Regions from separate parts of the Zea mays genome. Here region 1 is linked to region 2. A link is a contact called in public Hi-C data. All regions are on one chromosome and are shown on one strand. Each heading gives the region's core, a stretch centred on a gene start, on an enhancer-like site or on the middle of the called end of the contact. The rest is flanking DNA. Distances are from core to core; before and after follow the strand shown.

What was found. Hi-C and Micro-C count contacts between places; a contact is called where the count stands out from the background.
Region 1: a Hi-C map of endosperm shows a contact between it and region 2, with 5 times the contacts expected there. The contact joins the promoter of LOC103650144 here to the promoter of LOC100285863 in region 2. A contact is called at or near these places in 2 of 25 Hi-C or Micro-C datasets (endosperm and leaf).

What each region holds. Positions count from the first base shown.
Region 1 is chr3:61,339,243-61,345,379 of Zm-B73-REFERENCE-NAM-5.0, reverse strand. It overlaps LOC103650144 (neutral/alkaline invertase 1, mitochondrial), which reads right to left and starts at 2,767. Exons shown (of 6, transcript XM_008675791.2): 1 at 1,405-2,767; 2 at 491-656; 3 at 167-378. The coding sequence starts at 2,037. LOC103650143 (a long non-coding RNA gene) reads left to right here and starts at 3,290. Exons shown (of 3, transcript XR_002268359.2): 1 at 3,290-3,761; 2 at 3,834-3,871; 3 at 3,990-6,137.
Region 2 is chr3:61,133,417-61,138,933 of Zm-B73-REFERENCE-NAM-5.0, reverse strand. LOC100285863 (alpha-L-fucosidase 2) reads right to left here and starts at 4,017. Exons shown (of 5, transcript NM_001158753.2): 1 at 3,595-4,017; 2 at 2,046-2,231; 3 at 1,723-1,880; 4 at 1,113-1,383; 5 at 533-1,043. The coding sequence starts at 3,892. The coding sequence ends at 811.

The DNA of each region.
Region 1 (6,137 bases), core at 1,518-4,017, 210 kb before region 2:
AGAAGAATAGCACAAATGTTTTCTTTTGTTATAAATTAAATTAGTCATGCAGAAGAAAACAAATGCTCCCTACATGACAGCATATTTTTCCTATTGTTGAATAACATTCTAGATCATTATTCCAGGATTTAATGAATTAAGTCATAAATAATTAAACTCAACTTACTTGGATTTCAAGAGGATGCCCATGTATTCCCATCCTCCTGTCTATCATGCATGATCCATCTGTAACTAGTAATGTTGGGAACATGTCAAACCCATCAGCCAAACACAAACTCAGTATCAATTGAATTCCTGTCTGCACATCAACTCTTTCTAGCAAAGCATTGTCGCCTGTTATCTTGCAGTAAGCCCTCAACAAAATAATCCACCACAGTCCTGAAAAAGATAAATAGGATTGAAGTAGCAGAACAAAGATGCATGACAACAGTAACTTCAAAACGAATTCTTACATGCAGCTTATGCAGGAGCAACTGAGCAAGATACATACCAGAATCCACAGGAGCTACACGGCCAATGGCTGCCTCGCCAAAGTCAGGGTCCAAGACCTCCTCAAATCCTTCATTGTTCTCATCAAGTGGTACGGTCCTAATCTTGAAGCTAGCTGGCATCAATCCTTGCCCAGGGCTGTAACAATCAACAGTTTTCTCCCAGCTCTAATCATAAAAGAGAGGATCAATCAGTGACCAGCTCAAGAAAAACATCACACAAACAAGCCACCAGAGAGGAGTTCATCAAACACAAAATCCTTGTTTATTCAGTTTAACAAAAAAAATATTAGTGTTGTGTTGCCTCTTAGTAGTATAGATCAGTGTTCTTAAGGCGCCTAGGCGAGCAAGTGCACCAGACAACCGCCTTAGCGCCTAGGCGGCGCCTAGGCAGGTAAGACGAGCAAGGCGGCCAGTTTTGCCCGAGCGCCTGGACGCCTAGGCGACACCTTAAGAACACTGGTATAGGTCTTGTTACTGGTATAGGTCTTGTTACATGGTCATAGTCTGTTTGAATCAACTTTTACAGTCTTAAAAAAAAGAAAACATTTCACATTCCTTTCATCATTTTAGCATTGATTATTGCAATCTATCTAGTTGAACAAAAGAATTACAATTGAAAAAGGCGAGAAATAAACGGCCAGAAATGGTAACAAAAATACTTCAGCTAGAACTAAAAGAATTACAATCTATATAGTATTTTTATGATAATTGCAAAGTATAGTATTGTAAAACCATAGTTTTGACAAACATGGTTGCCTGTTTACTTCCAATCACAACTCCGCGAAAACAAAATCTTGCCGTACACGCCATTGACACTGTTGCTAACTAAATACTTCAGCTAGAACTAAATTCTTCTGGAATTTTAATTTTTGACCAGACGAGGAACTAGTAAGCAGGATCGGGATCAGCTCACCTGAAGCTGGAGGGTGTGGAGGAGGAAGTTGCGGACGATCTCGGTCTCGCCGCGCATGAGGAAGGCGAGCGCGGAGGGCACGAAGTCCCTGATGAAGACCTGGTCGTAGTTGAGCATCTCCGTGCACTCGGGGTCCTCCGCCGCCACCGTCCCCACGGGCTCGCCGCAGTAGCTGACGACCGCCCTCCGCAGCAGCCTCCACGCCTCCCTCTCTGTCTCCGTCTCCTCCCTCAAGGGGACGGCCGGCGCCACGGCCTCATCGGTCTGCAGCGCTGCCGCGTCCTCCTCCTCCTTGGAGGGCGGGGTCTCAAGCGGGAACGAGTCGGGAAAGAGGACGCGGTCGAAGAAAGGAAGGTTGCCGGAAACGGCAGCGCGGGGGTCGGAGGGGACGGGGGCTGGTACAGGGGTGGGAGGAGTGCCCGGGCCGGCCTGCGACTGCGACGCCGCGGAGACGAGGAAGGGGAGGCGCCGGCCGTACGGGGGGTGGTGCGGGTGGGGCAATCTGGGGAAGAGCGAGGTCGCGGTGCCCGCCGCCGTCTTTGACGCCGCGGCGGCGGAGGCGGACGAGATGAGGCGGCTGCAGCACGGCCTCACTGCTACGGCGGCGAGCCCCATCGGGGTTTGACCATTCATATGGCAAGCTCCGGCGAAGGGCACGGGCGCGCGGCGGAGAAACCTTGAGGGATCTACACGCAAGAAACAGGCAAAGCTAACTTGTGCCAAATATTTGGTCCACGAGTGCTCGTTCTGCGGAAGTGCGAAGGGCCGGTTCGGTTTGGGTTAGGTGGGGACTGGGGAGCATAAGGCAGAGGAGAGCTGGGAGGGAGCCAGGCTTTTTTTTATAGGGGCTGTTTGATTTCCTTTTCTCGGAGCCTGGCCACCGTGGCTTGTATATTTGAGGAGGCAGGCTCCTTTTAGGCAGGTCCAGCATGTGCAATACTGACAGCAAGAGCCTTTCTTTGGTGGGTTATTGACTTGTTGGAGCTTCTACAAATCAGATATAATTTATGTTTGGCTGCATTTATGAGTATATAAAAGTGATATAAATAAAATTAATATTTAAATTTATATAACAAGTGTGATCAAGTTTTGTTCCTACCATGTTAAAAACATAAAAGCAAAATCAGTTTGATAATTAAATATCTTAACTAAAAGATATATAATAAAAGAACGAGTTTAAAGTCACCCGCTTTCTATGGGCCTATGGCACACCAGGCTAGAGAGCCTCGCTTGCATCTGTTTTCCCAGGTCAATGATAGTGTACATGTAACCAACCACATAAAAATGCTAATAATGTTATATACCGCCGGCGAGGTCTAAAATGTTGCAAGCAAAAGCAACCAGACAGCTCATAAAAGATCGCGCGGTAGCTGGTGGGGTCCACCTTGGATTTAAAGGTCACGTTTCTGAAGTTTTTTCCCTGCATGCAGCATGCCCATTGGCTAAATGGAGAAATGGTGGTCATTGTCCTTCTTTTGGCTGTAGGGCTGGATGAAATTACCATCGTGAAAATCGTGTTTGGGTAATGTATTTTTCTCATGCTTAGAAATTCATGGTATAATTTTAAATTAGCACCGTGTATATCTTTTATTTACTATATTAAATCATCAGTTTCAACGGTCGTCCCGTGTCAATATTTTTTAAAAAAATCCTACATTTCTTTATAATCAACCCGCAATTTTATAATCTCTTCTATACTGCTATAATAGGAGAGTTTATGTAAAAAAATAAGGTGAAATTATGTATAATTGAGTGTTCTAAACCTTGTTGTTGGCACTATATTCACCTAATCAATAGAAAACATATATTTTGTGCTTTATTAAAACAAAATTTATCGTATGTTATATATATATATATATATATAGTTTATATATTTGAAGCCCTGGCCTCTTTCTAACTAAAGAAAGCCCTGACCACAGAACAGCCGACCAGGTGCGCCTGCACGCACCGCACGGGTCCGACCTCCATATTGTGCATGTGTAACCCCCACGCGCACACACACAAAATCCACCCATCGAATTGTTATCACACCCAGCCACAAAAACCTAACCGCTCTCCATCCCACATCCGTCGTCGCCATTCCTCCGCACGCATCGCAGAACCCGCCCTCGCTGTCTCCATGCACGCCCTCGCCGCCACTCATCCTCCTATCCCCATTCACCTCATCTCCCCCTCGGACGACGCAAGGGGTGGTCGCCGATCCCTCCCTCCCAGACATCAAGAATGGTGTCGTGCCCTGGGTCCAAGAAGGGGCAGGGTGCTGGAGGAGTGATGAGCTGCTCGATGGCGATGCGCGGACGACGAGGAAGGGCCCCTGATGCAGCGAGAACGAGAAGGTCGTGTTCATCAGCATCGTGGTAAGTAGATCCTGCACATTCACTCTGTATGGTTGCTTTTTGTTTACGTTTTTTTCTTGTCTTGTTGGATAGATCGAGCTTCTTCGTGTTAGGAGTCTTCAAGTCTCTAGGTATTGAATTAAAGAACAGGTTCAACTTTGCTTTGTTGGGAGTCCTAGTGGGGAGATATGCTAGCAGGTAATGGCTCAGCTTGGATCATAACACTGACTGGAATTCATTTGTGGCCAGGTCCATGCGTGGTTATTGTGTGGAAATTTTCATGACAAGAAAGCTAATATAAAGGGGATTTACTTGCCTAGTCCAGATCTGCCAGCTTTCCTTGATATGGTTTACTGAAAGATCTGACGTGCCTTGTCAAACATGGTCCCAACTTTTCCTTGCGAAATTTACGAGTTGGCATTGTATCAATTGGAAATCCTTTTTGTATAGAGGGCATCACAATGAAACTAATCTGTGTCTTGGACTTGGCATGTTCCTTTATTTTGGTGAACTTAGAGCTAGGAATATTTTCTGTGCGAACCGGGACACTGTTTAAGGTCATTTCAATTAGTTTTTTGTAGCCCGCTTTAGATTTACTTAGTTTGTTATTGTTTCCTTTGTTAGAAGATAGAATTCCTCTAATTTTAATTACTAGATTTTACATTTATTTTTAGAATTTTAGAAATTTGTATGGCTAACTAACACCTATGTAGCAAGTGTTACAGAGATGTTAGTAACCCATTTTTTGTTGCCGCTAGCTTGTAGTCTTTTTGATACTCCAAAAGTTATTTTTACCTCTACCATGTTAGTTGCTGGTATTTTATCTGTCAAAGCTTAGCTCGGGTTTCAATTGTATGTAGTCCTGTAATTTGCAACCAATTACAAACCCTGGCAAAAAGGATGTTCATGTAACACTACTTATTTATTTCATAATATGTCTTCTAGTTGCATACTAGACTTATTTGTGTTTCTAGTTGTATACTAGATAAATCAAACAGATTTTTTGAATAAATCTTACCTTTAGTTGTGCTTGCAAATCTCGTATCTCCTTTGCAAATAAGCCGAAATCTTGGTACAAGACTAGGATTGCTGTTGAACCATATTTTGTCTTGACATTCTATTTCTTCTGCATTATTTACTGTAGCATATGTCCAGTAAGCTTTATGTCTCACAAATTAGACAAATTGGGGTTATCTACATGTACACTTTGTGTTTTGTTTTTGATCCAGTCTTGAATGTTCTACGGCAAGCAAAATTTATGACCTGATCAACTATGTAAGGAGTCCATCAGTGATAATATAAGAAGGGAGGACCTACAATTCTGATGAAAAAGGTTTGATCATGAGTTTTATTTCATTACATATATAAATTGGGTGACAAAGTTAATTCAGTAACCAGGACATAGTGAAATAATTACGCTTACCTATTATAATTTTAATAGTATATCAAGCCATCAAGTTTTTACAGTCTATTTATTAGAACTGAATCATAATTGGTTTGCGCTACTTTCAATTTACAATATTTACAACTAGCATTACAAATACTGAAAATACAGTTGTAGTTACAACCTTGTCTCCATTATGCGTGTGCGCATATACATTGCTACCTCTACATTTTGCATTTGAGTGAAGTGATATGTGGTAAATTAAATAACTGCAATTTATACGACACTGTTTGTTGCTATATCATGCATCTAGTAATAATGTTTGTACTAATGTATTCATCATCCATGACACCACGACAATTTTCAGTTCTTAGGTTGGAATAGCAATCTTGTTTGAGGAATGGTCTTGCTTTCTTGCTGATGACTAGCTCCAAATTTTTTTCCCACTGTAGACAAGCCTAAGGATACAACCAGGTGGTGTTATGGATTCACGACCTTATTTCTTTCTGTGAGATCTTTAGAAATCTTTCAGGGAATGGAATGCATATGGGGCTTTTCTTCCATGTTAAATGGCAGTGGCTCTGTCATATCTTTCTACCATCCACTATTCGGAGCTTGATGTGGAGGGTGACGAAGAGTCGGTCTCGTAGTAGACCACCTTCTTCATCTTCTTCTTCTTGTCACCTCTCCGATGCGACTTGATGGAGGAAGAGGATTTCTCCTTATGCTTGTTACCGAACTCCCTTGAAAGAGTCCTCCCCGAGCTTGCGGCCTTTTCGCCTGTCATGATCTCCCTCTTGGCGTGATCTCCAGACATCACCTTGAGTTGGTTAGACTCTTAATGAAGCACTGGCTCCGATACTAATTAAAAGTCGCCTAGAGGGGGTGAATAGGTGAAACCTAAAATTTATAAACTTAAACTTGCACTAAGGCCGGGGTTAGCGTTAGAATTAAATACGAGTGCGAAAGATAGTTCTCCTTGCTTAGAGTTGCTCAATCAATGCGGATGACCT
Region 2 (5,517 bases), core at 2,768-5,267:
ATATATTTGAACGGAGGCGAACACTTTGTCTAACTCTATAAGGGCTGGTTTGATCATCAAGGAATTAGAGGGGATCTCTGGCGATGGCGAGGAATCCCCTTATTCCTCCACCATAGCAAGGACATGGATCCACTCCAATTCCCTGGTCCTAAACATATTTTGCACAGCTCGATTAAGATCTCTATAGCGGTGTTCGTTCCAAGTCAACTTTTTTTTTTACTTTTAATCAAACTCGTAGAAAAGTAAATTAAAATCTGTAACATCAAATTCATCATGCAATATGCGTTGGTTTTATATTTATTTGAAGTTTATAGGTAGAAATATAATTTTCTAGAAACTAACTTAAAGTTTTAGAAAAAATCTTACTTGGACATAGCTAAACCGACCTATGATTCAAATACTCTGACTGGGAACCTATATCATTGCAAAGAGAATGTGTACTCTGAGAGAGACGCCTGTATGAAGGACTCAAACTGAGAAATTTGAACACTTTGAGAATTCATCAACTCATATAAGAATACGGAAGAAGTTTGATAACCCATGGTGTATTTCTCTCTTTGATGAAAACATATCAGATAGGACATGTAGTTTGAAGGTACATGTGGCCCACAATATTTGGAAGTTTCACCTATCCAAAGTTATGGCCTATGGGCTATGGCTGACAGATCAATGATGGGTCACATCCCTGACGGGTAAATAAGGCAATCAAATTATCAGAAGCGGATCCATCCATTTTGACTTTGAAGTGCCAAGTTGTGTTCAGTAAATTTGCCTAAACTAAAAAGGCACGGTATGAGGTACTAACAAGTATCAGGCTCTGCAGAACTGATCAAACTTGAGACTGGGCTTGGAGTACTGTGAGCTCAGTATCGCTCTGGCCACAACCGCATTGGCCGCCTCCGTCAGGTGCACGCCATCCCAGCTGACGAACTTCGAGCCGTCATCGCAGGCCGCCACATCCTTAGACTGGCAACCCTTGCTGAAGTCGTAGTTGTAGGGAGGCCCTCCGTACCCACAGCATGTCATCAGCGGCTTGTCAAAACCTGAAGAGCAGAGATGTTAAACGAGTGACCAAGGCTTTCCGAATGGTCTGACGTGTTTTGTTCGCTCACCATATTTAGTGTGGTTGGCGACAAGACCATACTTGATGGGGAACAGGTCCGTGTACACAAGCGTCGCGTCTTTCATCTGCGCACTCAGCTCGTCGCAGAGGCTGCCCAGCGCTGCGTTGAACGCAACTGCAGCTCTGTTATAGGTCTTGAGACAGCCATACTGATCAAGATCGCTGTCGTTTTTCCTTGGTATGGCAAGCTTCTGCGGCAGGCAACCCAGAGCCCCCGTCCCATGTATCCAGAAGTTTCGGCTACCGTTGCTATATAGAGTCTGGGATTTGACCCCCAAAAAAAACAAAAAGAGTACATAGATTAGTGGTGCGCCACTGTTCTTTGACATGAACTCATAAGCTAAGCAGGTATAATAAATTACTAATAAAATCATCTCTTTTATACATGTAGCATGTTTGTTCATTCACCACCAGAAAAGCATGTGCAATGAGGATTGCTGATTGTGGTATGTATTCAAAAAGAAAGTACTCCCTCCATTCTTTTTTATTTGTCGCGGTTTAGTTTAAAAATAAACTAGCCGGCGACAAATATTCGAGAACGATGGTAGTAATTGTCAAACAGTATAAATGAGAAAAAAATAAAAAAACAGAAGCTTTACCTGGACAGCGTCCTTAATCTCAGCAAGAATTGGTGGGAATTTGGCAATAACTTGATCATAGGGCAAGTTTGACAGAAGAGCGTTTACATCGTTCTGCCCTATGTCTATCATATATAGAGCGTTTTGGAATCCTTGTGCATCAATTGGACCACTTAGACCTGCATTTAACAAGTGTGGAAGGCAGTAAGTTTGCAGTCAGCTGTTCAGGTAGATCTCTCACTCAATGTACATGTAAATGGTTCTCATCTCTTGTTCATTTGTGACGGTTGATTTTATTTTGTCGAGGAATTATATTGGTTGAATATGATCAGAGTTCAACAAACCTTGATCGATGAGTTCCAAGGATCTATCTCTGAAGTACAAGAACTCCTGCACTTGTATGTGCAACGCAAATGGAACATCTCGCGGTTGCGTTGCTGCGCCAGCAATGGCGAAATTTGCACCGTTGCTGTAATTGGAGCCTAACGCCTTCAGAAATGGGCTCAAATAGCTGATGTTCAAGCTTTCGCCTGGATGCAATTTGGGGCCCAACTAAATGTTAGCAGGAGAACAACCATTTCTAGCATCAGTTAGTGATTTGCATGTACATGAAAGAGACGCATGGTCAAATTAAAATGTGAAGAAGAACATAAATCAGTGTAGAAGAACAACTCGCACAGACTTGCTCAGACTACAAGGTGAGGCCATCTCAGTATGCATTTGGCAAGGCTTGACGATCCATGCAGGCGAAAAGCAGTGGTCAGTTTATCTGGAACAAAAATGAACTCCCTCGAAAGTATTACTGCCCATTTATTTTCTCTGAGAGAAATGGGCATAAACAGGTATATATATCACCGCTTTCTTGAGATGTGCAATTTAAGTCGTCTCCTGTAAGGTGGAAAATGTAGTATGCACACCATAATATTATGAAACTATTATCAGAACAATTATAACTGTACCAGTCTGTTATTTATCGAGATATTGATATACTAAAAGATCAATTTGTATACTCTCCTTTTCTTTTATTTAAACAGAACAAAAGAAAAGGTGCTTGCTAGCTAAGGGATCATGTTGTAGCAGCCACACTGAAGGAGTGAATGAATGAATGCCGCCAGTCCTTGGAAAAAAAAAGAAGAGAAAAAAAAGGAGCTGATGCATTTGGAAAAGCACTAGCTCTGCCTCTCCTTGAAAAATTTGGGCATTTATCATCACGCGCGCACCGGCGGACCGGCCTGACCAACAACGAGCAGTCCAGCATTGTAATATAAATGCAGAAGACAGAGAGAACAGGTCAGAGACAGACTCTCGTGTCAAGGAAACAAGGCAGCTGGCGCAGAGTCTGCTGCGACCATGAATGATCACAAGGACAGGACACTAAATGAAATTAGACAGGAACAGGGACAGGGGCCAACCAATCTAGTAATTCGAGTTACGAGCAGAGCGCTTTCACGTGATAGTCCTTAATTAGCAGTGTTGCTTAGCTGAGGCAGTGTACTCTGGTTGGCAGATGGTAGTAGTACACATGATTAGCTTGAGCAACATAATACATGAGCTCCTGCACGTGATGCCGTGGTCTCAGCATCCCCACCGCATCTGCACTTTGCACGGAAAACAGATCCTGGCTGGCTGCTGATAGATGTCATGGCAAGATATTATGGGGTTCATCCGTCAGTGACTGAAGCTCCAGAAGGGTGATGTATTGGATGAGTTGTGGTATACTAGACTACTAGTGCTATACTAATTGTTAGTATCAGCCGCATGGATGATGACACAAAAGTTCAGATACGGATGGCGAAGACTGGATTAAGAACGGAACAGAATCCTCTGCAGAGCGCTGCTCTTTTTTCGGGGATGGGATAGGAATGGGGGTGGCGCCGGCCGGACTAGACTCACAGAGGAAGTCGATGGCGAGGCGGCCGTCGCAGAACCGGCCGGTGGGGCGTGGGAAGAAGGCGCGGCCCTCCGGGCGCGTGAGGTGCCACCCCTTGGCCGCCGCCATGCCGCCCGTGTCGGAGTTGGAGTCCCCGAAGTTGAAGAGCACCGGCCGGGACCCAGGACGGCAGCTGAAGCCGCCCGCGGCCGCTGGCAGCGCCAGCGCCGATGCTGCTGCTGCGGCCAGCGCCAGCAGCAGCCATGCTGCCGCCGCGGGCCGCGAGGTGGCGCGGGCGAGGCTGCCGCCCGCTGCCGACATCGGCGACCGCGCTTGACCCCTGTCCGTGGCACGTGACGTGCTGGTCGGGAGGAGAGAGAGAGATACGGGTCCTAGATAGATGTGGTCGCGCTCGCTGTCCGCGTCTGGCACTGGGTTCTGTGCCGGGATCGGGGTGGTGGCGGCATGGCTGGCTGCCTGGGCAGGGCAGTGGCATATATGCTGCTGTGGTGTGGTGTGCAGTGGGGAGGGGACGGATGGAGCTACCCATTTTACGACACGGTAACGCGTACTGCAATCATGCCAACGGGAGTGCCGTCGTCGTTTCCGTTGCCGTGGGGTGCCATGCGACGGAGGGTGCTGCCTTACTCCACGTAGTACACTGCTTTACAAAGATAAATCATTGAATTATCTCCTTTTTTGTTGTTGTTGTATTAGGAAATATCTAGTGTTTTCCTTTTTCTTTCTCGATCCATCTGGACGGTCCCACCTAGAGAATTGAACTTTTCCGTATGAGGGGATTGGATTGGAAATATGCAACCATGGTCGAAAAGAAGCGCCACTAACCTGTAATCTATCCATAGGTCGCTCTGGTTTTAAATTTGGTCAGCACGGTCAATACCTTGCCCTGCCCAAGGAACGAACAGACAAATCTCTAGTTTGTTGGTTGCGCTCGCTGTTTTTCCCTCCTACTGGTCCTTCACTGGTGTGGTGCTTCGGGGCCAGGGCACAAGATCTTGCCTCTTGTAGCATGCATGCATGCATCAGCCGACCGAAGCGTGCCGACCGGCTATAGATTTACTTAACACGTGAACCTTCGTTCTATGCGAACAGTGCACGCACGTGACCTCATCAACACAGTGTGTGTGTATATATATATATATATATATATATATATATATATATATATATATATATATATATATATATATATATATATATATATATATATATATATATATATATATATATATATATATATATATATATATATATATATATATATATATATATATATATATATATATATATATATAGGGAAGAGGTAATGGAAGCCCTGGGCTTCCGTTAGTGGGCGAAGCCCCAGCCAGGAGGCTGATCGGGTCGCGTTCGGCCCACTGGACGCCAACTTACGTCAGCCATGCATAGGATAGCCACGTATCCCGGCTGAGACGCGACATGCGATATACGCACACATAAATATATGTACAAATGTGTATAACTCATGCATAAATGGAATCTTTTATGCCACGAATCACGGGAAACGAATATTTGCATGTGCTTGCCGGTTACGACTGCATAACGCTGTGATACATGATAGCGTAAACCATGCAAACATTTAAAATCTCCCACCGGTTTTAAGATAAGGAAAGACGTGTTCTTCGTGCGCGTAAATAAAGGCGCAGTTACAGTAGGAAAAAATACGCACGCATAAATCATGCATAGAAGGGATCTTTTGTACCTTGACTCACGGAAACGAATATTACCATGTGCACACCGTTTACGACTGCATAACGTTGTGTAACATGATAGCATAAACCATGCATTATATAAATTTTGACCGGTTTGATATAAGGAAAGACGTGCTGCATAATCGCGTAAATAAAGGGACAGTTACGGTTCGAGGAGCATTAGTAGAAGGAAATAAATTTTAATTTACAGCCGCA